Regions from separate parts of the Sus scrofa genome. Here regions 1, 2 and 4 are each linked to region 3. A link is a contact called in public Hi-C and targeted proximity ligation data. All regions are on one chromosome and are shown on one strand. The core of a region is the stretch at or near the end of the contact, and the rest is flanking DNA. Distances in the headings are between cores, read along the strand shown. Region 1 has its middle 35 kb from the start of PPP1R21. Region 2 holds the start of MSH6 (DNA mismatch repair protein Msh6). Region 3 has its middle 170 kb from the start of FBXO11. Region 4 has its middle 9.6 kb from the start of PPP1R21.

Evidence for each region. A called contact is a pair of places that touch in the nucleus more often than the background predicts.
Region 1: a contact with region 3 is called in a targeted proximity ligation map of alveolar macrophages. A contact is called at or near these places in 1 of 47 Hi-C or Micro-C datasets (embryonic fibroblasts) and 2 of 2 datasets of targeted methods (alveolar macrophages and skeletal muscle).
Region 2: a targeted proximity ligation map of alveolar macrophages shows a contact between it and region 3. A contact is called at or near these places in 1 of 5 promoter capture datasets (fetal liver), 3 of 47 Hi-C or Micro-C datasets (fetal skeletal muscle, heart right ventricle and skeletal muscle) and 2 of 2 datasets of targeted methods (alveolar macrophages and skeletal muscle).
Region 4: a contact with region 3 is called in a Hi-C map of retroperitoneal adipose tissue, with 5 times the contacts expected there. A contact is called at or near these places in 2 of 5 promoter capture datasets (fetal liver and liver), 34 of 47 Hi-C or Micro-C datasets (adipose tissue, alveolar macrophages, blood and 16 more) and 2 of 2 datasets of targeted methods (alveolar macrophages and skeletal muscle).

What each region holds. Positions count from the first base shown.
Region 1 is chr3:92,259,478-92,265,462 of Sscrofa11.1, forward strand. No RefSeq gene overlaps it. Among named protein-coding and RNA genes, the nearest start is that of PPP1R21, 35 kb to the left of the region's middle.
Region 2 is chr3:92,810,875-92,817,245 of Sscrofa11.1, forward strand. It overlaps MSH6 (DNA mismatch repair protein Msh6), which reads right to left and starts at 3,280. Exons shown (of 10, transcript XM_005662566.3): 1 at 2,906-3,280. The coding sequence starts at 3,165.
Region 3 is chr3:92,521,051-92,527,567 of Sscrofa11.1, forward strand. No RefSeq gene overlaps it. Among named protein-coding and RNA genes, the nearest start is that of FBXO11, 170 kb to the right of the region's middle.
Region 4 is chr3:92,234,131-92,240,564 of Sscrofa11.1, forward strand. No RefSeq gene overlaps it. Among named protein-coding and RNA genes, the nearest start is that of PPP1R21, 9.6 kb to the left of the region's middle.

The DNA.
Region 1 (5,985 bases), core at 59-2,558, 260 kb before region 3:
AAAATACCACCAGTCCACACCTGGATCTGTTCAGCCATGTGCTAAATTCTCTAGCACAGTCAAGTGCAAAAGAGGAGAGACAATCTTGCACAACTTTCTGACTAGTTGGACAAATAAGATGTACTTGGAGTTTCTGTTGTGGCTTATTAGTGGGTTAAGAACCTGACATGGTAACCCGTGAGGATGTAGATTCCATCTCTGGCCTCACTCAGTGGGTTAAGGATCCAGTATTTCCTCAAGCTGTGGCGTAGGTCTCAGATGTGGCTTGGATCAGGCCTTACTGTTGCTGTGGTGTAGGCCAGCAGCTGCAGATCCAATTTTACCCCCAGCTTGGGAACATCCATATGACACAGGTGAGGCTATTAAAAAAATAAAAAGGAGTTCCCATCGTGGCTCAGCTGTGACAAACACAATTAGTATCCATGAGGATGCAGGTTTGACCCCTGGCCTCACTCAGTGGGTTAAGGAGCCGGTGTTGCTGTGGCTGTGGTGTAGGCTGGCAGCTACAGCTCTGATTTGACCCCTAGCCTGGGAACCTCCATATGCCACAGGTGCTGCCCTAAAAAAAAGAAAAAAAAAAAAAAAAGGATAAATAAAATGTACTTGCAGGGTCCCTCCCCAAGCGCTCATACAGCAACTTTGTGCAAATTAGGAAATAGCACCACTAAAGGGGGACAAATTACAAAATGTCACCCCATCAGAGCAACAAATCAGATAAAGATGACTTTCTCAAGAATACTTGACCAAGAGTGTGTGTGACCTAGTAGTTAAGGATCTGGCATTGTCACTGCTATAGCATTCCTGGCCCAGGAATTGCTGCCTGCTGTTGGCATGGCCAAAAAAAAAAAAAGACTGTGTGAACACATGGAGCGCAGGCTTATTTTAGCTCCACTAACCCTCTTGACTTTGTTTTCGGCACAGACCACACACCTGTGTGACAGCCCCATTTATGAGGAGCAGTGAATAACACATCTAAAGACACTGAAAAGATAATCACGTAAATTACATTGTAACCCTTGTGAAAAAGAGGTTTTAAAAATTTCCAACTTCACAGGTCTGTTCGAACCAAGTAGTGTCCTTATATAGGAAGTTTCCTCTCATTGCCTTTAAAAACACAGCTTAAAAAAATCTGCATTATTCACATTAGGCCTTTTGTCCAGAGATTATTGCCATATCAGCAACAAGAAGTCCTGACAGTGTGAGGGTTAAATGTTTGAAAATTCTCTTCCACTGAAGGCTGATCTTGTTGCCTAGTGACTGCTGTGTTGCTTGCTGCTGTCATTCACCTTATCTCCAGAGAGTTATCCCCCACTCTCATAAGGAAGGTTATGATTGGACAAAGGTGACATCATAGTATATAGAGGAACGGCATCTCTTTGTCAAGACGGCACCAATAAGATGACTCAAGAGTTGGTGGCCAAATGTTTTGGTTCCTTTGTTTTGTTTCTTTAATATACAGCTAACAAATTTGATGAAACATTTTCTTCTTTTCTTGCTGAGCCAATTTTGCAGGTGTTAGTAGTGAATTTTTACCCATCAAAATATTATTCCTTGAAAGCAAATGGATTAGCTTCACATCCATTTAATCAACACTAACCCTGCCAGAGCGTAACTCACCTCGCACCCTCCCTCTACCCCCTGCTGCCCCCCCAGCCCAAGTACTTGGTCAGCACTTGAGAAGCTGAATAGATTATAGGCAGAAAATGACTACCCAGAGCTCATTATCACATCGCTGGTTGCAGAGTGGAATTTCACACAAGGCAGGTTCTTCTGGTTCTTATCTGAGAAGTACCTAAAGTGGTTCCAAAGCATCAGTTTCAAGGGCAGCCTTGTAATAAGCCTTCAGTGCATATACATAAGTCATCAAAAAAGTTTTTAAAAAATCGATTAAAGTTGAAAGCACACCTACTTCTGAAATCAAGCAGTTGTAAAATATCTCACACGTTTTAGATAACAAACATAAGCTCTTTGATTAGTTTTAAAATTTACATCACACATGTTTGCACTGGTCTGATAGTCTTTATTTGGTCTGTTTTCACTGACATGAGCTACACACGTACTCTTAGATATTTCAGCCATTGAGCACGTTAGCTATGTGATTGGAGGGTCGATTGCAGATTCATCATGCTAGGCTGCTATATTAAAGCATCTGTTAAATGTGTTCCTTTCTTGGTAAATATTCAGTATACAGCATAGTCACAGCTGGTATAATTGGATAATTGCTTCCAATTAATGCTCTATTTCGAAAGCAGCAACTCCATATAAGGCTTAGAGTTGAGTTGTAACAAAGGCAATCTCCCCCTGGGAAACAGAAGAGAGACTGGGAATTCCTTTCTGCAGTTCTACTGGAAAGCAATTAGCAAGAGAGAGCCCTAATAAATTATATACAGTCCTAGTTTTACCTGCACTGATAAGGAATCTGTAGTGTGTCAGCTGAAATGTGTAAGTACACCACTGGCCTCCCTCAGAGCTGGCTGCAAGTATATGAATATTGCAATTTCTCATTTGCAGAATCAAGACTGTTGTTAAAGTGAATTAAATCTGACCATACATTTTCTGGAAAGAAGGTAAAGATGGTATTTACACAAAATCAAGTTACAGGGAAACACTTATTCTCAGAATTATCAGACACACTTAGGAAAAACCAATTTATAAATAATACAATTTCCTTTAAGAATTCAGATCGGTGGGTAAGTGAAGGCAGCAAATGGGTGGGAGTTCTTTTAAACGAAATCTTAATAGATGTGAGGGGAAAGTTCTGCTGCTGACATGGTTCCTGCTCATTTGACTGGAAGGATACCACACATCTAGGTTCTTCAAGTGTTTGCTTGGTAACAGGGAATTACGATGTTGCAGAGTAAATAGTGCCATAATTTGATCAAGATTCAGTTTTATATTTACTTTTACTCTACCTATTAAGAGCTCTAATACTGTAAACAAGATCTTAAGGGAATGCTTGAATTGCTTAATGGAAGCTCTCAGATCAGCTAATTATAAAATTATTCTTCTCTATTCCCTTAATGGCATAAAAAACTTGGATGGCTTAGATCCAATTACATTTAAAAGTAATAAATATGTGTTTTAATAGACTTCAGTAGTATAGCCTGACCTTTATATTAATGAGAAGAGGTAAGATTTTTACTCTCTGAAACAACTTGTTAATAAGATACAGTAATATATGTACCAGTTTAGAGGAATACCACTTCTTTCTTGACTTCCTGGATTATACATTTCTTGGTTTTAGAGTTATTTTGGCTTGAAGGGTAATTTTAACAGGTTCTAGAGTAGAGGATGTCCTGTTTTGTCAGAAGGTATTTAATTAAGAATTCAAGGAGTTCCCCTTGTGGCTCAGCAGAAACAAATCTAACTAGCATCCATGAGGATGCAGGTTCAATCCCTGGCCTCACTCAGTCGGTTAAGGATCCGGCATTGCCCTGAGCTGTGGCGTAGATCGCAGACTCGGCTCAGATCCCGCCTTGTTGTGGCTGTGGTGTAGGCCAGCAGCTACAGCTCCAATTCGACCCCTGGCCAGGGAAACTCCATATGCCACAGGTGTGCCCCCCTCCCCCCCAAAAAATAGAATTTGTATTCAAGATTTGCTATGGACAAACTCCAAATCTCAAGGTGGGGTAGCGAGCCTTAGAAAGTGTAATTGATTCCCTTACTCCCAGGTCTTGGATTCTAAATTCTTATCATGATGGCCACAGAACTCTGTGATATGGGCCCCGGAACCTGAATACTTCACAGGCCTTAGCCCCTACCAGAGCTTTGCATAGGATGCTCCAGGGAAATGGCTAGTCCTCTTGCTAATGCTATAAATACATTGAAGAGCTGCAGCCTCTACTTTAGCATTCACTGTTCCCTTCCTCTGGATATTTGTATATTGTCACTCCTGAACATCCTCCTAATCCCTGTTCAGAGCCACCTAGGTAAGAGGTCCTCCCCATCCACCCTATCGAAAATAGCAACTGTTGAGCTGCACCCCACAGGCCTGCAAGCCCTGAACATGCCCAGCTTCAAGACCAAAGAAAGAACCAAGAGTCAGCAAGAGAGACATCAATGGTTTAATGGAGAGGGGATCTTACATACCTGAAGCAAGGTCCTGGAGCGACACCCCACCGGGTGCAGGAGGTAGTGATATCTGGGGAGAGGGAAGTTACCAGTTATAGGGGGAATTGAGGTCAGGTAGGCTGATCAGTTACCAGGGAAACTAGCACCTCCCCCTTGATAAGCTATCATAGTGAAGATGTTCTGATCTAAAGATTAGAACAGTCACTAGCTGAGTCCAGGGGCAAGAACATAGGTGTTTAACAGATTAGACTCAACGATTAAGAGGGAAAGTCAGGTGAGTAGGGTGTGAGTGAGCCAGGGAATGGTCCAGCAGGGGATGTACAGAGAGCAAGAGAAGAACCATCTTGATTGCTGACCGTATAGGTATAGCAACTGTCACCTCTCCTCTTCTTCACTTGTTTTTCTTCATAGCATTTATCATTTCCAATGTTTTATTTCAAATTTTTATTGTGCCAGTCTCTTCTCAATAGAATGTAAACTCCGGGAAGGCAGATTTTCCTCTGTTTTATTCACTGCTGAACCACCAGGGCCTCAGCAAAGATTTGTTGAATAAATGAATGAAATGCCAAGCTTTCTTGTGCCTGGTTAGTCCTGTAAACTGGAGGTTGTAAAACTTGGTATTTGAAGCATAAATTTAGGAATCAAACTGGGTTTTCTAACCATTTACTAGCCAAGATAACCATTAGCAATTTAAGCTCCTTGAGTGTGGATTTCTTCATCTATAAGTAACATTTGCCACCTTAACCTCAGAGAGTTGACGTAAGGATTAAATAACATATCTAAGTGCATGCCATGCCTATCAAGTAACATAACATTCTAGATAATACCTTTCAAAGATTACGAAATCGAATTCAGGTAGTTCTTTTAAAAAAAAAAAAAAGCCCTTGAACTCCCAGCAGCTTGTTTTCCACACCCACTCAGCTCTTCTCAGAAACCTTTAAACATTTTTCTCCAATCCATCTCATCGCCTATATGTGAGTTATCCATCCAACTTGAGTTTTTACTCAACTCTCAGATCTGGAAGAAACAGAAGCTCTCGAATTTATTCCAACTTCTCATGGGTTCCCTACTAACAAACATTATTAACTCCCTTACTCTGCATTTCAAATAGGACAAATTACTTAGGATTTGCAAAAGCCAAGGAGTTTTCTCCCAATGTTTTTTAGTTCTCAAGCCACCACCCTACTCCCTCCACCCCCACCACCTCCACCCTCCCCACTTCCACACCTTGGCCCTAGGCTATCATTGACCTGCTTTCTGTCACTATAGAGCCCATTAATCGTTTCTAAAATTCCATGTAAATGGAATCACATAGTGTGTATTCTTTGTTTTTTCTTTATTTTTACCATCACTGGTGTGTATTGCAAGAAAACAGCACAGACTAACCTGGTTACCTTCACAGAATTTGGCAATGGTTCAAGACTGGTTAAAAAAGGATATTTTGTAATTCATCTTTAAGATCTATAGGGGAAATCTATAGATCTATAGATTCATTTTAAATCTATACTCTGGTAAAAAGCAGGTGATTCAGGGCCAGTTATCTCTTATTTTAAAATAAATTATTATTTTGGATGTTACTAAACTATGGAAAAAAATTTTTTTTTGAAAGTCTTAGACCCAAACTGTATCAAAATCCACTGAGAGAGCCTTGGATCCTGCCAGTTCATGGGTGGGACAGTTCTCAACATTCTGTGTATGACATCAAGAATTAAGAGTTAAACCCACTGTGGGCAAGTTCCCTTAGTGGCTCCGCGGTTAACCAACTCAACTAGCATCCATGAGGACTTGGGTTCAATCCCTGGCCTCGCTCAGTGGGTTAAGGACCCGGTCTTGCCATGAGCTGTGGTGTAGGTTGCAGACGTGGCTCGGATCCCATTGCTGTGGCTCTGGCTTAGGCCAGCCCCTACAACTTTG
Region 2 (6,371 bases), core at 2,030-4,529, 290 kb after region 3:
TGGGTTAGAAAGCAACTGTAGCAGCTCGGGTCACTGCGCAGGCCAGGATTCAATCCCCAGCCTGGCTCAGTGGCCAGTAGGTCTCAGATTCAATTCCTGGCCCAGGAACTTCCATATGTTGGCATCGATCAATCAGTCAACTACAGAAAAAATAAAAGTATTGAGAAGGTGGTCCAAGGTGCATAGACTGACATTCTGTAGCCCTTTACTCAACTCAAGCTGATGTCACCTCAACTCTTTCCTCACCTCTCATCAACCCAGATGAAGAGTTTTGCATCACATCTGACTGACTAACTAGGGGGAAAAAAAACAGGCAAAGACTGTAACACTGGAGCACAAGAGGAAACCAAAGGACCAGTGTCCATAAGATATTCAACATCTTTGAAAGCTTTCAACTGACACTCAGAAAAAGTCCGTTAAGTCTCTGTGGCCCCTCAGCTTGTTCGTGACTGGATCCCTGCATACCTAAGGCGCCCATCTGCTCTTCATTCTACCCTCAATTTTCAAGACCTTACCCTTCCTGAACTGGCTTCCTAAAACCCGCTCGACCTCCAGGCTAATTCCAATCTGTCCTCTGGTCTCAACCTAGAGAGGTGAAAGCCAATCAGACCCATACATATCCCCAAAGGACAGACCTCCTACATTCTGCTCCTGCTCTAGAATTTCCTTTTCAACTGTCCTGTTTCCTGTTCAGTGTTATATTCAGGATCCACAAAGCCTGATACTATGTCTGCCAGAGGCGGTACATTAACTTTTGTTGAACAAAGGCCATTAACATTTGTTGAACAAAGGCCAAACCTATACACTAGAAAGTTCTTTATAAGCCTAATATCAAATGCCCACCATTCTTGAATACTAGGGAAAAAATCCCCATAGCAGGAGGGCTAGTATAACAATGTTACACTTTTACAAGTCTCCTAAATTCAGATCTCAAAAATAAATCGCATCCCCTATTCAATACATAAAGCTCAACCATACAATAAATACTCTGTCCATTTAGAACGGATGCAGGATATTTAAGTAAACATAACACACTGCATCTCTCACCATGAAAAATAGTCTGTTATGGAGGATGCACATGTAGGGAAGGAAAAATATTTTTCCCCTCTACCCTTCTGAGTTCTTAGCTAAGAGCCCCTGTAATAAAAGAGCAAGATAAAAGTTTATCTTATTATCTCCCTGTATACACTGGAGATAATAAGGAAAACTAACTCCCAGAGTTAAACATCCACCCCAACTAAAGACACAAGAAAGATGTTTGTTGTTGTTGGGGGAGGCGGGACAGTTAAGGGAGGTTACCAGAAAAAAAAGAAGAAAAAAAAAAAAACAACGAGGGTATGGTTGTGATTTAGTCTTCTTTCTCTTCAAGTTCAGAGAGGGAGACAAAGGATCATTTCCTTTTTAAATGTAAATTTGCCTTGCTGAAGAATAACTTCTAAGGTTCTCAGAGCCTCTCCGGTGTGTCCAGTTTCTCAAACATAATGAGCTCAAAATAATCTCTATGCCAGAAGCATATTTTGGGGTGGCATAGCCTGCTATTCTTCAGAAAACTATAAACTGCATGAAAGGGTCGCTTAAAGAAGGATAACACTATAATCATACTCAGACTGAAAAATCTATAGGACAGCTAAAACTCGGGACATTCGAAATCAACTACCGAACCATGAAACAACTCTCTGATCTTGAATGCGTTATTTTTTTTCTGTAATTCTACTTCTTCATCCTCTCAGGCGGCTACCATTACACTTTATGCCTAAGACAGTATCCGAGATACAGTAAATGCGAGCTTTTCAAAATGTCGCCCGCTACTCCGACAAAGGCCAGCCAAGCCCTGGTAACTGCAGCGAACTGCCGAGAGGGCGAGGAGGACACCTCCAGGCAGGCTTCCCCATAACCGCGTCCATACAGCCTAGCCCAGAGGGCCTTTAGATGCTCACACTCAATTCCGAAGAAAATCCCGCGCTCCATCTCCCCTGGAATCGTCAACAAAAGATGTGCTATTTCTAAATTCAACATTTTTTTCAACTCGACACGTGTCAAAATTAACCCTGCTCCTGAACTTTCCTTCTGTTTTTGTGCATAGGCTGTCTACCAAAGGGATGACCCAGCGGTATCCCAGCACTTTGCGCGCCCCGGCCCGGGTAATCCTCACTCAGGCCAATCAGGCCCCTTGGTCCACGAGGTGACACACCCCCGCGCTCTCGACTCGCTGTCCACCCCACCACAACCCACATATCCAAGCCGGGGGCCCATCGCCCCCTTAGAGCCTTGGCATCTGAGGCTCTTATCCAAACCTCCGAGCTTGTTCCTCGAACGACTACAGGACCCCCCAACTCACTACCCCAGCTCAGAACCTCCGGGAATCCTACTCGCGGCACGCCGCGCCCCCGTGGCCTGCAGGTTGTAGGCATTCAGCCTCTCCAAAAGAGATTTCTCTTTCCCGCCACCCCAGCCCTGCCGCGGGCCGGCACCACCCCCTCCCTCCCTCGGGGCCCGGGGGCGGGGGCGCACCCCTAGCGGAGGAGGCTGGTTCCTCTCCCTTCCCGCCCCACCCCCAACGCTCCCATCTCCCCTTTCTCCTCCCTACCCGAGCACTTTCCATCCCCCCACCCACCCAGCCCCCCCACCTGGCGGACCGCGTCTCCTCCCCTACCAACAAACTAGGCGCGTTCCCTCCAACCAACCCTTCTTGCCCTCCAACCCTTCTTCCAGCACGGCCTATTTCCTCCCACTCTGTTTACAAGCTACACCGCCACCCCACCCCCCGCGCGCCATGCTACAAACTCAGTCCCCGCACTCTTTCCAGCCAATTGTGCAGCCCCACCTCCTCGGAGCCCAGGGCCTGGCTAAGCGCCCCTCAAGCCCCTGAGGCAACCTCCCCACACCCACCCCTCCACCCCGCTACCTGGCGGGGACAGCAGGCGCTGCCGACCTCCGCAGCCCTCCGTTAAGTTTCCTCGCTTCAGCCCGCGACGCGGAGCCCGCCGGGGACCCCGAGCCAGGCCCAGTCTCGCTCCAGGCCGCATCCCCGCCTGGGGAAGGAGAGGCCCCGGCGGCAGCGGCGGGGGCGCTGCCTTCACTTGAGACCCTGGCTGGGGCTTTGTTGGCATTAGTCAGCGCAGGAGACTTGGGGAAGAAGCTGTACAGCGTGCTCTGTCGCGACATAGCGAAGGTCGCCGAGGCCCAACCGCTCAGTCGGACCGAGCCACCAGAGGCACGGACCCTAACGCGCGGCGCCTGCTGGCGGGAAATCTGGGAGGAGGCGCGCTCCGCGGGAGGAACACTGGCCCCAGAGGCCAATCGGCAGGCGCCTGGGAGTGCGCGGGCGTCGTCATAGGCGCTGCGCGTCCGGCCCCGCCCACTCGGGCGCCAGGCGACGTGGGGAGAGGAGGGGCTGGCACTCTGCGCCAGGCAGCTGGCGGTGACGCCCCCAGCGGTGGAAACGGCCGGCCTGAGGGGGTACTGGTTGGGAGTGGAGCACCACCGCCCAAGCGGGATGCGGCTGCGGGGTTATCCTCCTCGGGAAAGACGTTCTTTTTGGGGGGAGAATCTCGGGGTCACTGGGGCTGCAGTCACGCGGGGACCGGCGTGTGCACCGCGTAGGCGAGAGTGGCCGCGGTGCAAGGAATAAACCCAAGGGGACAGTCTTCCAGCACCTGCCTGAAAAATCCTGCGGTTAGAACGCTTCCCCTAAGAAACCGAAAAAAAAAAAAAAAAAAAAAAGATCCAGACGTAACTCAGCAGAAAATCACATTTCCTGTTCACACTTGTTCACGTTATATTCTCAAAGCGTTGCACAGAGTAGGAAATAAATACTTTACAAATTCATGCTAAGTAGCAGGCCCTTTATGATGAACAAATCTGCCAGCTACACTGCTTTCCTCTGCAAGGCATCAATCCAATCCTTTTGCAAAGATTAACCAATTTCATCCTCCAAATAACCTAAGAGGTAAGTACTTCAGGCCCACTGTTCCTTATCTGAACTTCATGGGCCAGGTGTCTCAGAATGCAGGATTTTTCAGATTTTAGAAAAGTCACAAGCTGTGAATAAAAAGTTCCCATTCTTCGGAGTTCCCGTTGTAGCTCAAGGGGTTAATGAATACGACTATGAACCATGAGGTTGCCAGTTCCATCCCTGGCCTTTGCTCAGTGGGTTAAGGATCCAGAACTGCTGTGAGCTGTGGTGTAGGTCACAGATGCAGCTCGGATATGGCGTTGCTGTGGCTTTGGCTTAGGCTGGCAGCTACAGCTCCCATTAGACCCCTAGCCTGGGAACCTCCATATGCCCCAGGTGCGGCCCTTGAAAAAGACAAAAAAAAAAAAAAAAAAAAAAAAAGGTTCTTATTCTTCAGATTCAGGAAAGAAGTTGGAAGACTGACAGCTCTTTGGCCCTAATCCCAAACGTTATAACTATGGAATCCAGAATTCCAGAAACCAGCCGCAATCGGCAGTAGCTGTGCTTTTAGTACAAACATGTCTAGGATCAACTCTTTGCTTTGTGCAGGAGGCTGTGTTCTGCCACACATTTCTCCTTTGCTGGGCAAGTAATAAAATCAACTTTGTTTCAGAAGTAGTATTTGAAACAATACTATTCCCTCTGAGGGTATAACACAGGATACCCCCAGAGGGTCTGGGGTAACACCCTGAAGTCAAATGTTTCTTGAGCAGAACATATGCTTATTCATACTAAGTGAGATCAATATAAATATTGATCAGCTCAGGTCAAAATATAGGTCAGCTCAGGTCAAAATTTGCTACCAAATGAGTTTGCCACAGAACGTTTATTTTTTAGAGTTTTTTGGATTTCAGAATTACATGTAAGGAATTGTTGACCTGTATTATATTTTCAGTTTATGGGTGAAGAAACTGGCACAGATGGATCAGATGGCCTAAGACCAAACAGCTAGAAAAAGGATGGAGTAGAAATTTAAACACTTTTGAGAAGTGTTTCTAGAGACCCATGTTACTAATAGAAATGTTATCCTGCCTTCAATTTAACATCATCTTATGTTATTTAATCCTCACAACAACCTTATATTAGTTTGAACCGTATGAAATTGTCAATATTCAACCTTTTTTGAAGTACAAAAATTCTCTTTCATTTGGCTCAATTTCATGTGATATTATTATTCTTGTTTTACAAAGAGGAACTGCAGGCTCAGGGAGAATGAGCCAGTTATAGGACAGAAGTTATGAGCCAGTGCTTGTGGGGTAAATCAAGACCTAGTCTCTGACCCTGGCCCACCAGCCAGATAACTGAGCAATTTTATTTCTCTGAACTTGTTTCCTCATCATTAATGAGAACAATTATAGCTTTGAACCAAATTTTGGAGGACAGTTAGATGCCTCCCACAAACTCCATTAAACAAGCAAGAAGTCACACATCTTAGAATCATTAAACACATAATCCCTTGGTGAGGGAAATCACCCAGGCTTCTCCACGCAGAAGGTACATATTGTGTGTAGAAATACATGAAGAATACCCAACTAGGAACAAACAGAAGAGGCTACTTATTCAGAGCTTCTTACTACCACTGGGCCTCTGGCAGAGACTCAAAGGCAGGCAGAGGAGTAGAAAAGCTTCATAGTGAAAAAGGGAAGGCTTCGGGTATCCTGTGACTGGAGGGAGCTGACATGGGGAAGCTGGAGGTGGGCGAACTAGAAGTAGAGCATCCTCTGCGATTGGTTTGGGGAACATATTCTCTGATTAGCCCTAAGTTGGAAGTGGGGATAAAAAAATAGAGAAGCTGACTAGCCACAGACCAAGTCCTGACAGTTCTGGGGCAACTGCTGCAGAGGTCTTCATCTTCTGGACTGGTTGCTGCAGGGATTGTGATTTGGCTTCAGTCTGCAGCAACCAGCTCAGGAAGTCATCCATAGCTGCAGCAACCAGGCCAGGGAGCTGAATGGCAACACCTGTAGCAATGCCCTTGAGTCATTGCCAAATGCAAATCACGGTGGCTGACTCCCTTGCTGTATGTAGCTGGTGCTGAGTAAATAGATTTTGCTTCTTCTCATTTGGAAAGTCTTGTTTGTTTTGTTGTCTTTTTAGGGCCGTACTTGCAGTATATGGAAGTTCCCAGGCTAGGGGTTCAATAGGAACTGCAGCTGCCAGCCATGACAATGCCAGATCTGAGCTGCATCTGCGACCTACACCACAGCTCATGGCAATGCTGTATCCTTAACCCACTGAGTGAGGCCAGGGATCGAACTTGCATCCTCCCAGTTACTAGCCAGGTTTGTTACCGCTGAGCCACAGTGAGAACTCATTTGAGAGGTCTTAACCATTTCCATGAGTCCAAGAGCAAAACCTTCTAGGCAGAAGTCAACAGCCTCTAAGTGAAGAGCAAACACCTTGAGTTTGGGAACAG
Region 3 (6,517 bases), core at 3,186-5,685:
GCTGCACCATGACAGGAACTCCCAAGAACTGTTTTATAGTTAAAAAATTTTATTTTTTTTATTTTTTTTATTATTAATTTTATTTTATTTTATTTTTTTTTTTTATTTTCCCACTGTACAGCAAGGGGGTCAGGTTATCCTTACATGTATACATTGCAATTACAGTTTTTCCCCCACCCTTTCTTCTGTTGCAACATGAGTATCTAGACATAGTTCTCAATGCTATTCAGCGGGATCTCCTTGTAAATCTATTCTAGGTTGTGTCTGATAAGCCCAAGCTCCCGATCCCTCCCACTCCCTCCCCCTCCCCCTCCGATCAGGCAGCCACAAGTCTCTTCTCCAAGTCCATGATTTTCTTTTCTGAGATGTTCATTTGTGCTGGATATTAGATTCCAGTTATAAGTGATATCATATGGTATTTGCCTTTGTCTTTCTGGCTCATTTCACTCAGTATGAGATTCTCTAGCTCCATCCATGTTGCTGCAAATGGCATTATGTCATCATTCTTTTTTATGGCTGAGTAGTGTTCCATTGTGTATATATACCACAGCTTCCAAATCCAATCATCTGTCGATGGACATTAGGATTGTTTCCATGTCCTGGCTATTGTTAATAGTGCTGCAATAAACATGCAGGTGCATGTGTCTCTTTTAAGTAGAGCTTTGTCCGGATAGATGCCCAAGAGTGGGATTGCGGGGTCATATGGAAGTTCTATGTATAGACTTCTAAGGTATCTCCACACTGTTCTCCATAGTGGCTGTACCAGTTGACATTCCCACCAACAGTGCAGGAGGGTTCCCTTTTCTCCACAGCCCCTCCAGCACTTGTTATTTGTGGATTTATTAATGATGGCCATTCTGACTGGTGTGAGGTGGTATCTCATGGTAGTTTTGATTTGCATTTCTCTTATAATCAGCGATGTTGAGCATTTTTTCATGTGTTTGCTGACCATCTGTATATCTTCTTTGGAGAAATGTCTATTCAGGTCTTTTGCCCATTTTTCCATTGATTGATTGGTTTTTTTGCTGTTGGGTTGTATAAGTTGCTGATATATTCTAGAGATTAAGCCCTTGTCAGTTGCCTCATTTGAAACTATTTTCTCCCATTCTGTAAGTTGTCTTTTTGTTTTCTTTTGGGTTTCCTTTGCTGTGCAAAAACTTTTCAGTTCGATGAGGTCCCATGGGTTTATTTTTGCTCTAATTTCTATTGCTTTGGGAGACTGACCTGAGAAAATATTCATGATGTTGATGTCAGAGAGTGTTTTGCCTGTGTTTTCTTCTAGGAGTTTGATGGTGTCCTGTCGTATATTTAAGTCTTTCAGCCATTTTGAGTTTATTTTTGTGCATGGTGTGAGGGTGTGTTCTAGTTTCATTGCTTTGCATGCAGCTGTCCAGGTTTCCCAGCAATGCTTGCTGAATAGACTTTCCTTTTCCCATTTTATGTTCTTGCCTCCCTTGTCAAAGATTAATTGACCATAGGTGTCAGGGTTTATTTCCGGATTCTCTGTTCTGTTCCATTGGTCTGTCTGTCTGTTTTGATACCAGTACCACACTGTTTTGATGACTGTGGCTTTGTAGTATTTCTTGAAGTCTGGGAGAGTTATGCCTCCTGCTTGGTTTTTGTTTCTCAAGATTGCTTTGGCGATTCTGGGTCTTTTGTGGTTCCATATAAATGTTTGGATTGTTTGTTCTAGTTCTGTGAAAAATGTCATGGGTAATTTGATAGGGATTGCATTGAATCTGTAGATTGCTTTGGGTAGTATGGCCATTTTCACAATATTGATTTTTCCAATCCAGGAACATGGAATATCTTTCCATTTCTTTACATCTTCTTTGATTTCAGTTAAAAAATTTTAATAGTAGTTTTCAGAGTTTTTTATCTGTATTATGTCATATCATCCCAACAACTCTATGAGTTAGATGGAAGAAATGGTCGTAGTTCTACTTTATTTTTAAATTTTATTTTATTTTATTTTTTTGGTCTTTTGTCTTTTTAGAGCCCCACCCGCGGCATACGGAGATTCCCAGGCTAGGGATCTAATCGGAGCTACAACTGCTGGCCTATGCCAGAGCCACAGCAACGTCAGATCCGAGCTGCATCTGCAAACTACACCACAGTTCATGGCAATGCCAGATCCTTAACCCACTGAGCAAGGCCAGGGATTAAACCCACAACCTCATGGTTCCTAGTCAGACTTGTTTCCACTGAGCCATGACAGGAACTCCAGTAGTTCTACTTTATAGTAAAAAATCAATTCTTAGAAGCTTAAGTGTTATGAGTCAGGGTCCAGTCATGAAAATAGAAAGCACATTAGGTCCTTCAACAGAGAATTTATTGTAGGGGTTTGGGTACTAGCATTTGTGTACTTGAATTGCTCACAGCAGCTTGTGAAGTTTAGAGGTGCTATGTTGGTAGGTGAAAACTGTATGTGGTGAATGATTTACATTACAAAAATCGACACATATTCAAATCAGTTTTCTTTTTGTTTTCCTGGATTAACCAGCACATCACTGGTTAGAGGTACTGGAGGACCGGGGGAAAAAAGAGAACATTGAGGTAACACAAAGATAGTAACTGGAGAAAGCAGTTGTTACACCAGGACCAGGGAAAGAAAAGAAAGAGCTGGGGTTATGAAGACCTAGATCAGAGAAGGGACCCCCAGGCTGACCCCCTATAATTTATACAGTTGAGGGGCATAATGACACTGCATTGGGGTGCTGAAGGAACCTGGAGGCCAGAATTTCCACTGTTGCTGGGGTGAGGCTGATAGGGATAGCAAGCCAGCAAAAAGAAGTGTGTCCTTCCTCCTTCTTCTGCTTTGAGGTTCTCTCCAGCACCCCTATTAGCAGAGCTTATTAACAGGGAACAGCAGCAGAAGAGAAACATGGTTTGTAGATTCTTGAGCCTCAGCATTTTAAAGCCACATGTAGAAGATGAGTTGGGGTGAGAAACAATAATTTAAAAACTAGCACATAGGTGTTTCTGTTGTGGCGCAGCAGAATCAAATCTGACTAGTATCCATGAGAATTCAGGTTCGATCCCTGGCCTTGATCAGTGGGTTAAGGATCCTGCGTTGCTGTGAGAAGTGGTGTAGGTCACAGACATGGCTCCAATCCTCTGTTGCTATGGCTGTAGTGTAGGCTAGGAGTTGTAGCTTGGATTCGACCCCTAGCCTGGGAACCTCCATGTGTCATGAGTGTGGCCCTTAAAAAAAAAAAAAAAAAAAAAAAAAAAGTAGTACATTAAAGGACACACCAAAGATCAAAAGATCACATAGTCTGTGTCATCTGCCTTGTCCCCTGCAATATTTCAGTGCCTAGGCAAGTTCTTGGTATATAACATGCACTCAGTAAACAATTGTGGAAGGGAAGAAAGAAGGCAGGCCAAGCTAACCCAGTTCTCCAGCACACATTCAAAGGCAAGAGGAGTCTAAAATATCCTTGGTCTTCCCCACCCCACCCACAGTGTGTAAGTACAATCATAGCACCAAGTATGTCTTTCTTTATACTTGACCCAGCTGTCTCCCAGTGGTGCAGTGAGAGCTACCTAAGGAGGTACTTTGGTGCTTTGGAGAAATGTAGATCTGGATTCAGCTCCCTGCTTGACTATTTAAGAGTTGTGTGGCCTTGGGCAAATTACTCATCTCTAAGCCTTTGATTTCTCCATGGTAAAAGGAGATAATGATAGTGTGTAAGGCTTTGAAATGGTAATCAATCATTTGTGGTACATGTTCAGACAATGCTCACTCTTACTATTACTCCCAATCCACAGCCCAGAAGGGTGGGCAGATAAGTAGCTAACCGAGGGGAGGCTGGGGCAGTTGACACCTGCTGTTCTGAGTTTCCCTTGCCTGCTCCCTAGTGCTGGCCAAAGACCCTGGCTGGAGAAGCAGGGAATCAGCCCTGGGCTGCCACGGTAAGGCCAAGGGTTAGAAGATGGAGGCCTGGCTAACCAGGCCCAGGCTCTGCTCAACCCAGGAGGGTTCCAAACACCACATTTGGAACTTCACCCTGTGACTTAGAGGTGGGAATCTATGTATTTCCTAATAACTCTGTTTCAAAGCAAGTTTACTTCTGACTGAGACAAACGTGGGTGTGGTGGGTTCCTTGTATTCAAAACGAAACAAAAGAAAAGAAAACAAAGAGCACCCCCTCCCCCAAGCCCGGAAGGCCTGTAGACCTTTTCCCAGGCAAAATGTGCGAAAAGAGGAGGGAGCGCCTTTGTGGGTGCTGTCCTGATTTAGAGCTTAGGAGCACAGCCCTCTCCAGCCCTCCTCAAGTCTGAGGTTCCAAGCTGTTAAAAGCACTGGGGTCCCAGGGGCGGGGTGGATGAGATTTGTTCAGCCCATCCCCAGTCTCAGCGGCTTGCTCAGCCGGTCCCACGCAGGGGAGGACCAGAGCACCGCTGGGTTGGACGCACCCCACCCGGGGAAGCACCCGCTCTCCCTGCCGGAATCCCTGGAATGTCGCCGGTCCAGGAAGTGTCTATCCGGGCTCTATGCAGAGGGAGGGGTTAAAACCTGGAATTTCTCGGGGTGCTTTTGCACATATTCCCCTCAAGCTTTTCAGCCCCATGAAGTTGAAGCTCACGGGGGTGAGAAGGAAGCCGCCTACTTCTTCCCCTGGCCGACTTTGTCTCAGGAAGGTTCGCAATCCCAGCTCTGTGAGTATCCAAACGATCCCTTCTTTGTGTCTGAGGGAGGAAGTCCTTCCAGTCTGGAAACCCACGTGGCCAGCTCAGGCAGGTGTTTCCAGCTGGATTGTCGCCATCTTGTGGCAGGATTGGGTGGCCACACTGGGCGACTGGCTAGGGCTAGCCTGCTGGCAACTTTCTTGGATCCCCAAAGTACCTTTCCTTCTTTCCCCTGACCAGCTAGGAATGGAAATTTTTAAATCGTGTTCCCTGGGCATAGGAGTTGAACTCAGAGGCATCTGCCCCCTCCTCGGCTAATTGCATGCATGCCTCTTCCTAAAGACAGCCAACAGTTAGTTGGAGAGACCAGCCTTATTAAGGAGCTCTTCTTCCTCCTGAGGCACCAAAACCAACCTGAATGAGGTGCCAAACCCCAACCAATTTCCCATGATACAAACTAATGATTAAGAAGACAGTCTTGTTCCTACTAGTTAGTAATGTTATTATGCTTGATGAGTATTATTAAAGGACCCCTGTTATTAAAGACTCCCTGTTATTATTGTATTATTACTTAGCATTTATAATGTATTTTGTATTTTCAAAACACACGGACTATTATCTCCTTGGGCTTTTTTCAAACACTCCAGAGAAGCAGGCAGGTGGCAGCTTCGTTTTTATAAAATAGGGAAACTGAGGCACTGTAATTAGTGCTGAATTCATGGATTGATGAGTCACTGAACAGTAGTCATTTCTTCCTGGATGATTACTGCCTTACTCCAAAGTGTTTTAGATACCAGTAAATGTTGAATAGACACCCTACCTTGGGAAACTAGTTTCACTCACTTTTACAACCCATTGTAATTACATTAGAAACCCAGTCCTAGAAGTTTTAAAACTTACAAGTCATTTACTCATTGTATTGAGCATATGGGTGATGTTAATTGCATTTTATTTTATTTTTACAAGTTAAACACAACCCATTAAAAAAAAACAGATGTTACAATCGGTAAACCAGATGTATCTTGATTTGGAGAATAAACTGGTTTTCATGACATTTGTTCATCATGAAAATACCCATTCATTAGATATAACAAGAATAAAAAAAGATAATAAAAAACCCACCATCTTCTTTTAAAGTCTATCAGAACAAGAAAAATTATTTTTTGCTTTCAGACTTTGTTTTCTCTTTTCAAAAAAGTTTTCAGTCCTATCGGTAGGTGCACTCATATTGCCACAGAACATTACATTTCTTCAGTAATTTTTTTTCTCTCTAAAAGCAACCACAAAATAAATAACTTATTTTGCTGTATGCTCTGCTCATAGAAAGAAAGTAGTCACATTATGTGCTCCCCTCTTCCTACCCACCCCCCCAAAAAGAAAAACATCCTGTCATTATGGAAGTCTCCAGTGGAAAGCCTTGGGCTTCAGTTCTGAGCTGGGTCAGGGTTGAGGCAAAGGAGAGATTGAGAGGCTTGTCCTATCTTTAGTTGCCCAGTTGGCCTAGCCCCCAGCAAAGCTACAAAGTTAAGGAAGTTTGTCTTTGGAACCTTCCCATACAAACTTAAGTGTTCTCTATTTAACCAGCTCTCACCCAAAATAATAAATTTCTAAATGTACATTTTTTTTTAAAGAAGCTAAGTGGCTTGTTTGCTGGTTGGGGGAGGACCAGGCTTTCCAACCTTCCCCTGTATTCATTCAACTCATTTATTCACTCGAAAGGAATGTATTTATAAATTGTATGAACAAATAGCTATTCATGATAGCCTTATAATAAGCAAGGCACTTATTCATTATTCCTATCAGCAACCCTTCGAAGCATAATTCCTGTAAAAGGTGAGGAAACTGAAGTTCAAAAAAGCTCTTATAACCTGCTCATAGTCACATA
Region 4 (6,434 bases), core at 3,626-6,125, 290 kb before region 3:
AGAGTTCCTGTAGTGGCACAGTGGTTGACGAATCTCACTAAGAACCATGAGGTTGCAGGTTCAATCCCAGGCCTTGCTCCGTGGGCTAAGGATCTGGCGTTGCCGTGAGCTGTGGTGTAGGTCGAGATGTGGCTTGGAACTCAAGTTGCTGTGGCTCTGGCATAGGCCAGTGGCTACAGCTCCCGTTAGACCCCTTGCCTGGGAACCTCTATATGTTAGGAGTGGCCCCAGAAAAGGGAAAAAGACAAAAAAAAAAAAGTAATTCATATTTTCAAGCATTCATCTCCAGACCTTGTTCATCCCTCCAAGCTGAAACTCCATATTGTTAATCATTAACTCTTCATTCCCCTCTCTCCCCAGCCCCTGGCAACTGCCCTTCTATTTTCTCTTTCTATGAATCTGACTACTCTAGTATCTCGTATAAATGTTGTCTTTTTGTGTCTGGTTTATTTAACTTGGCAAAGCCTCAAGCCTTCTTAAGGTCTAGACTCCAGAATTTGCACATCACTGCTGCCGTATATTATTGACCAAAGCAAATCACACAGCCAGCCAGATTGATAGGAGTGGAGAAATACATACTGCTTCTTGATAGGAGAAGGAAGATCAATTGCAAAGGGCGGGAATAAAGAGAAGCCTGATTCACTGGAGGCCTTTATTAGAACAATCTACCACTCCTCACCTCCTCCACTACCCTTCTATCTGCTCCTAAAACAGTCTTCAGAAATTCTGTGCCTGTTTTTCTCCAGTGTCATGCCAGAATTTGTCTGTAGGAAGAATTTAGGACCGATCTAGTTTGAGGGTAGGAGACATTTAGAGTTGAGTTTGGATAGTGTCTGTACTTGTTTGCGATGGTCGAGGGAGGTAAACCCCAGATACCACCGGCCCTTTCTTAGGTGCTGCTATTCCTTGTACTTGGCCTGGCCTCTCCCAAATCTGGGCTTGGCTACACCCTTCTCATCATTCAGGTCTTAGGCTGCCTGTTACCCCTTAGAGAGACAGTACCTGAACATCTACTTAAACATCTCCCTTTCCCATATCTCTCTGCTTATTATTTTATTTTCACCGTAAGACTAATTCCCACCTGAAATTACCTGAGGAAAATCAGGAGCTTTCGTGAAATCCTCCATGCATCTCACCTTCTAGGACTCTGTGCAACTCCTCCATAAGGGCTCTGGAGACCCTGTTTGTGCAGACCTAGCTGCAGACCTAACATTCTATGTTGAACAGAAAAATAGCCTCCCAAAGACAGGCACCTTACACTCTCTGGCATCTATGCATATGTTTAGTCACATGACAAAGGGGAATTAAAGTTGCAATGCAATTAATTAATCAGCTTTCCAAACAGAGAACCAGAGAGATGGCAACATGAAAAGGAATCAGCTCCATATGGCTGACTCTGAAGATGGAGAAGAGGAGCCACAAGCCAAGGAATGTAGGAAGTAGGAAAATGCAAGGGGGATAAAAGAAAAAGAAGTAGGAATTCAAGAAAGTAGGAAAAAAGGATTCTCCCTTGGGACCTTCAAAAGGCACACAGCCCTGTCAACAGACTGATTTTATCTCAGGAAGACCCTTTTCTGACATCTTGACCTGGAAAACTGTGAGAGAGCAAACGTGTTATTTTAAACGTGTTATTTTAAGTTTAATTTGTTACACTTTAACAGGAAACGAACTAACCCCCATAGTTGAAGTAACTTATAACTCTACACCTAGCTCCTTTCTTCTATTATGTCCTGAAGTCACTGATCTTCCATGGCTCAAAGTCATCCAAGCCACATTATTCCAAGTCCCCAACCACACTATGTATACCACAATATTGTGATGAGTAAAATAGTGGTGCATGGGAACAGGCTCATATTGGCTTGAGAGAGCCAACTGCCACATTTTCAGGAGTTGTGTATGTTGGGTTATTCAACACAGCCATGATTAAAGATTAAATTAAATGAATATTAAATAACATATTACAAAGATAAATGCTCAAAGCTCATCACTTCCTTATTTTACTGTATTTACTATGTTTAACTATGATCTAAGCTTTTGAAATTACTTTCATTGTATCCACATGATGAAGATACTACACAGTGATGTGCTATGTCTATCTTTGCAACTCTGCATTCAGTGACATCATGTTAGTAGCTTGAAATTGGCCGTGACAGGAGGACATATACCATGGAAATAGACAAACGCTACAAATCTAGGGTCCCTCCACCCAGAGCCAGTTACACGTTTGCTACCTGTAGGCAGCTGACACCTGACTTTGGAGTGTCCATACAACTTCAGGGTGCTCTTTGTATTTTCCACTACAAAGTCCATAAACATCTGTGTGAGGCAACACCCAGGAACTACTGAAGCTAAATTCACCTGTGAGGCCCCTGAGGTCTCAGAGAGTCTAGGTCTAATTCATCTTTCTTTTCCTAATGCAGTGAGTGCTCAATAAATGACAACTGAATAAGGAGATGAATCCATTGTTTCTTCAAGGTGAAAGGATACAGGTTTGATCCCTGGCCTTGTTCAATGGGTTAAGAATCCGGTATTGCCATGAGCTGTGGTGTAGGTAGCAGACACAGCTTGGATCCAGTGTTGCTATAGCTGTGGTATAGGCTAACAGCTACAGCTCTGATTCGACCCCTAGCCTGGGAACCTCCATATGCACGAGTGTGGCCTAAAAGGATAAAAAAAAAATTAATTTTAAAAAGCAAACAATAAACACAGTGAGGTATTACCTCACATCTGTCAGAATGACTATCATCAAAAAAGACCACAGGAGTTCCCATCATGGCTCAGTAGAAACAAATCTGGCTAGCATCCATGAGTACGCAGGTTCGATCCCTGGCCTTGCTTAGTGAGTTAAGGGCCTGGCCTTGCGGTGAGCTGTGGTGTAGGTCACAGATGCAGCTCCGATTCCATGTTGCCATGGCTGTGGTATAGGCCAGCAGCTACAGCTCCGATTTGACCCCTAGCCTGGGAACCTCCATATGCCACTGGTACAGCCCTAAAAAGACAAAAAAAAAAAAGAGAGAGAGAGAGAGAAAGGGAGAGAGAGACCACAAGTAGCAAAGATTGGCGAACTGTGGAGAAAAGGGAATGCTCATGTACTGTTGGGAATTCAAATACGTGCAGTGACTATGGAATACAATATGGAGGTTCCTCTAAAAACTAAAAATAGGAGTTCCCGTCATGGCGCAGCGGAAATAAATCCGACTAGGAACCATGAGGTTCAGGGTTTGATCCCTGGCCTCGATCAATGGATTAAGGATCCGGCATTGCTGTAAGCTGTGGTGTAGGTTGCAGATTCGGCTTGGATCTGGCATTGCTGTGGCTGTGGCAAAGGTCTGCAGCTGTAGCTCCAATCAGACCCCTAGTCTGGGAACCTCCATGTGCTGTGGGTGCAGCCCTAAAAAGACAAAAGACAAAACAAACAAACCAAAAAACTAAAAATAGAACTACCATATGACCCAAGAATTCCACTTCTGGACATACATGCGGAAAAACAAAAACATTAATTTGAAAAGATACTGCACTCCAGTTCTTAGCAGCACCATTTATAATAGCCAAGTGTCTATCAATAGATGATTGGATTAAGAAGATATTATTACTTCAGTCATAAAAACAGAATGAAATATTGCCATTTGCAGCAACATGGATGGACCTAGATAATGTTATGCTTAGTGAAATAAGTCAGAAGGAGAAAGACAAATGCTATATGATTTCACTACATATGGAATCTAAAAAATAATGCAGGAGCTCGCCTTGTGGGTCAGCGGTAGTGAACCGGACTAGTATCCATGTGGATGCAGGTTCTATCCTTGGATCAATCCCTGGCTCTGGCGTATCCATGAGCCGTGGTGTAGGTCGCAGATGCAGCTCGGATCCTGCATTGTTGCGGCTGTTGAAGGCCAGTAGCTGCAGCTCCAATTCATCCCCTAGCCTGGGAACCTCCATGTGCCGCGAATGCGGCCCTAAAAGGAAAAAAGAAAAAAAGAAAAAAAAAAGAAAGAAAAGAAAATGCCCAGTTTAAAAAAACACATCCTGAGGTATTGAGGGTAAAGCGACATCATGTCTGGATTGTAACATTTAAGGGGAAAAAAACAACTGAAAAATGAATGGCATCCCTAAACCAAGTAACAAAATCTTGATAATTACAGAAACTGGCTGGTTAAGTATATGGAAATATTGTCATATTTTTGTGTATATTTAAAAACTTTCATAATAAAAAAAAAAAAAAAACGAACTGTCCTAGGTAAACAAAGACAGGATAAAGAGTTATGTTCTCTTTCCTTAACAGGCCAGGAATCGATTTTCCCTTTTCTCTGCTTGGGTGGATTTTTCACTGTTCACAAAGATTCACACATTCCGAGATCATAATTATGAATGAATTATAATAATCACCTTTATTTCATATTTCATTCAACACTGAGAAATAACCATTAATACGCCCCGCTGAGAATGTTCCAAAAGCGTCACCTACACCCAATTGTCCTCACTGGAGAAGGAGTCTGGCTCTGCTGAAGGGTTATTTCTTCCTGGTATAATCTCATGTTACCAGCAGGGGGCGCGCCCTCACCGTATTTGTTTAAGAAAGATAAAATCAGGCAAGAGTCTGAGTTGAGGATTATGAGTCTTTTGCCCCGCCCATGCCCAATGTTTGTGATTGTTTAGGCACGTCTCTAGTGACCTCATCCCACTACACCTGAGTCTTTTTGACGAAACAATTAGCCTGTTTGAACAGAACAGGCAAATTAGTAACCGGAAAATTACTAAGTCATTCTACAGGATGCGTTGGGACATCCCGTATTCCCTTGAGGCTTAGAGTTAGGGTGTGGATGCGTCCTGATGGCTGGGAAAGGAGACATGCCACCCCTCTCCCGGCTGCAGCCCCTCCTTGGTCCGCTGGCCTGGCAGAGCAGGTACAAAGCTGGTCTTCACAGACAGGGCTTCCCTGGGACAAATGAGGGGGACTGTCTGTTTGGAAGCCTCCTGAGCCATGAGATGCAGCCTTGGGAAGCCTCTGTACTGAAGAAGAGCCCAAAGATATCCATGCCCTGTGCTCTGCAAACCCTGGGAGCTGATTCTCCAGCACTTACCCTTCCTTCCGGCCATGATCCAAGAGACCAATGGGTTCCCGGCCACATTCCTGCTCCATTCACAAGGCCTCAGTGACACAGGGCTTGAAGGGTGAGAAAAGGAGGGCTGGCTCTTTCTCAGTTGCAGATTTGATCCTACCCTCTGCTCCAGAAGCCCCTTCAGTGAGGGTAGGAAGCTCCTTTTCTTCTTTTTTTTTCAGGGCTACACCTGTGGCATATGGAGGTTCCCAGGCTAGGGATCGAATAGAAACTGCAACAGCTCACAGCAACGCCATATCCTTAACCCACTGAGTGAGGCCAAGGATCAAATCTGAGTCCTCAGGGACACTAGTTGGTTTCATTACTTCTGAACCATAGTGGGAGCTTCCAAGAGTGGGAAGATTCTGGTGGTTCCCTGTGGCTTTCTGGGTGAGGAACAGATCCTTGTCGTGGCCTACAAGGTGGACACAACTGGCCACTTCCTACCTCCTCAGTCTCATCCTGACCACACCACCACAGTTCCCTGCAGTCTAACAAGGAGGCCTCTAGGTTCCTGAGCTGCCCTGTGCTAGCCAATATGCCTCTTGCTCTGCCAGACAGTCTCCCCACCCCCTCCCTCTCCACTCTCCAGATGAGTGCCTCCTCGAAGAATTCTATGGACCGAAAACTTTTCCTGCAAAGCTCTGCCACAAACCATAACCCCATGTTCGATTCCCCCGCTAGGCTCTAAGCAACTTATAAATGATTTCCATAAAATGTTTTTAAAAATTAAAAACACTTTATATCCTGTCACCATTCCTGTGGCAAATCAGTAAGTGAAGATGCTGAAGGTTCCTATCCACACCCTAAACCCCCAAGGAGACATAGAAACAGCAGTGGCGTGCTAGTAAATTGGGTCTCAAAAAAAGAAGTCCTGGTTTTTTAGCATCTGCCAATTTTTGTGGTGTAAGTACTCTCACCATGGCTTATTCTAAGCTACCATGTGACACCGCCAAACACAGTAGGGAAGCCATGAGGATGGCTTCTCAGCAGCTGGGACCAGGTCTTCCAGCCCACCACTGCTTTGGAAGGTTTTGATCAGAGGTATGACATGACTTGACTTGTGGGGTTTTTCAATTGTTGCTTTGTTTTTCAATTTTTGACCACACATGAGGCATACAGAGGCTCCCAGGCCAGGGACTGAACCCTTGCCACAGCAGTAGCCCAAGCCATAGCAGTGATAATGCCAGATCCTTAACTTCTAGGCCACCACAGAACTCCTGACTTGGGTTCTAAGAAGGCCACTGGGGCTGCTGTACTGAGAGCACCCATGGGTGGGTGGGAGGGCAAGGGTCAAAGCAGGGGGTCATTTCGGAAGCTAGAAAGAGGATGGTA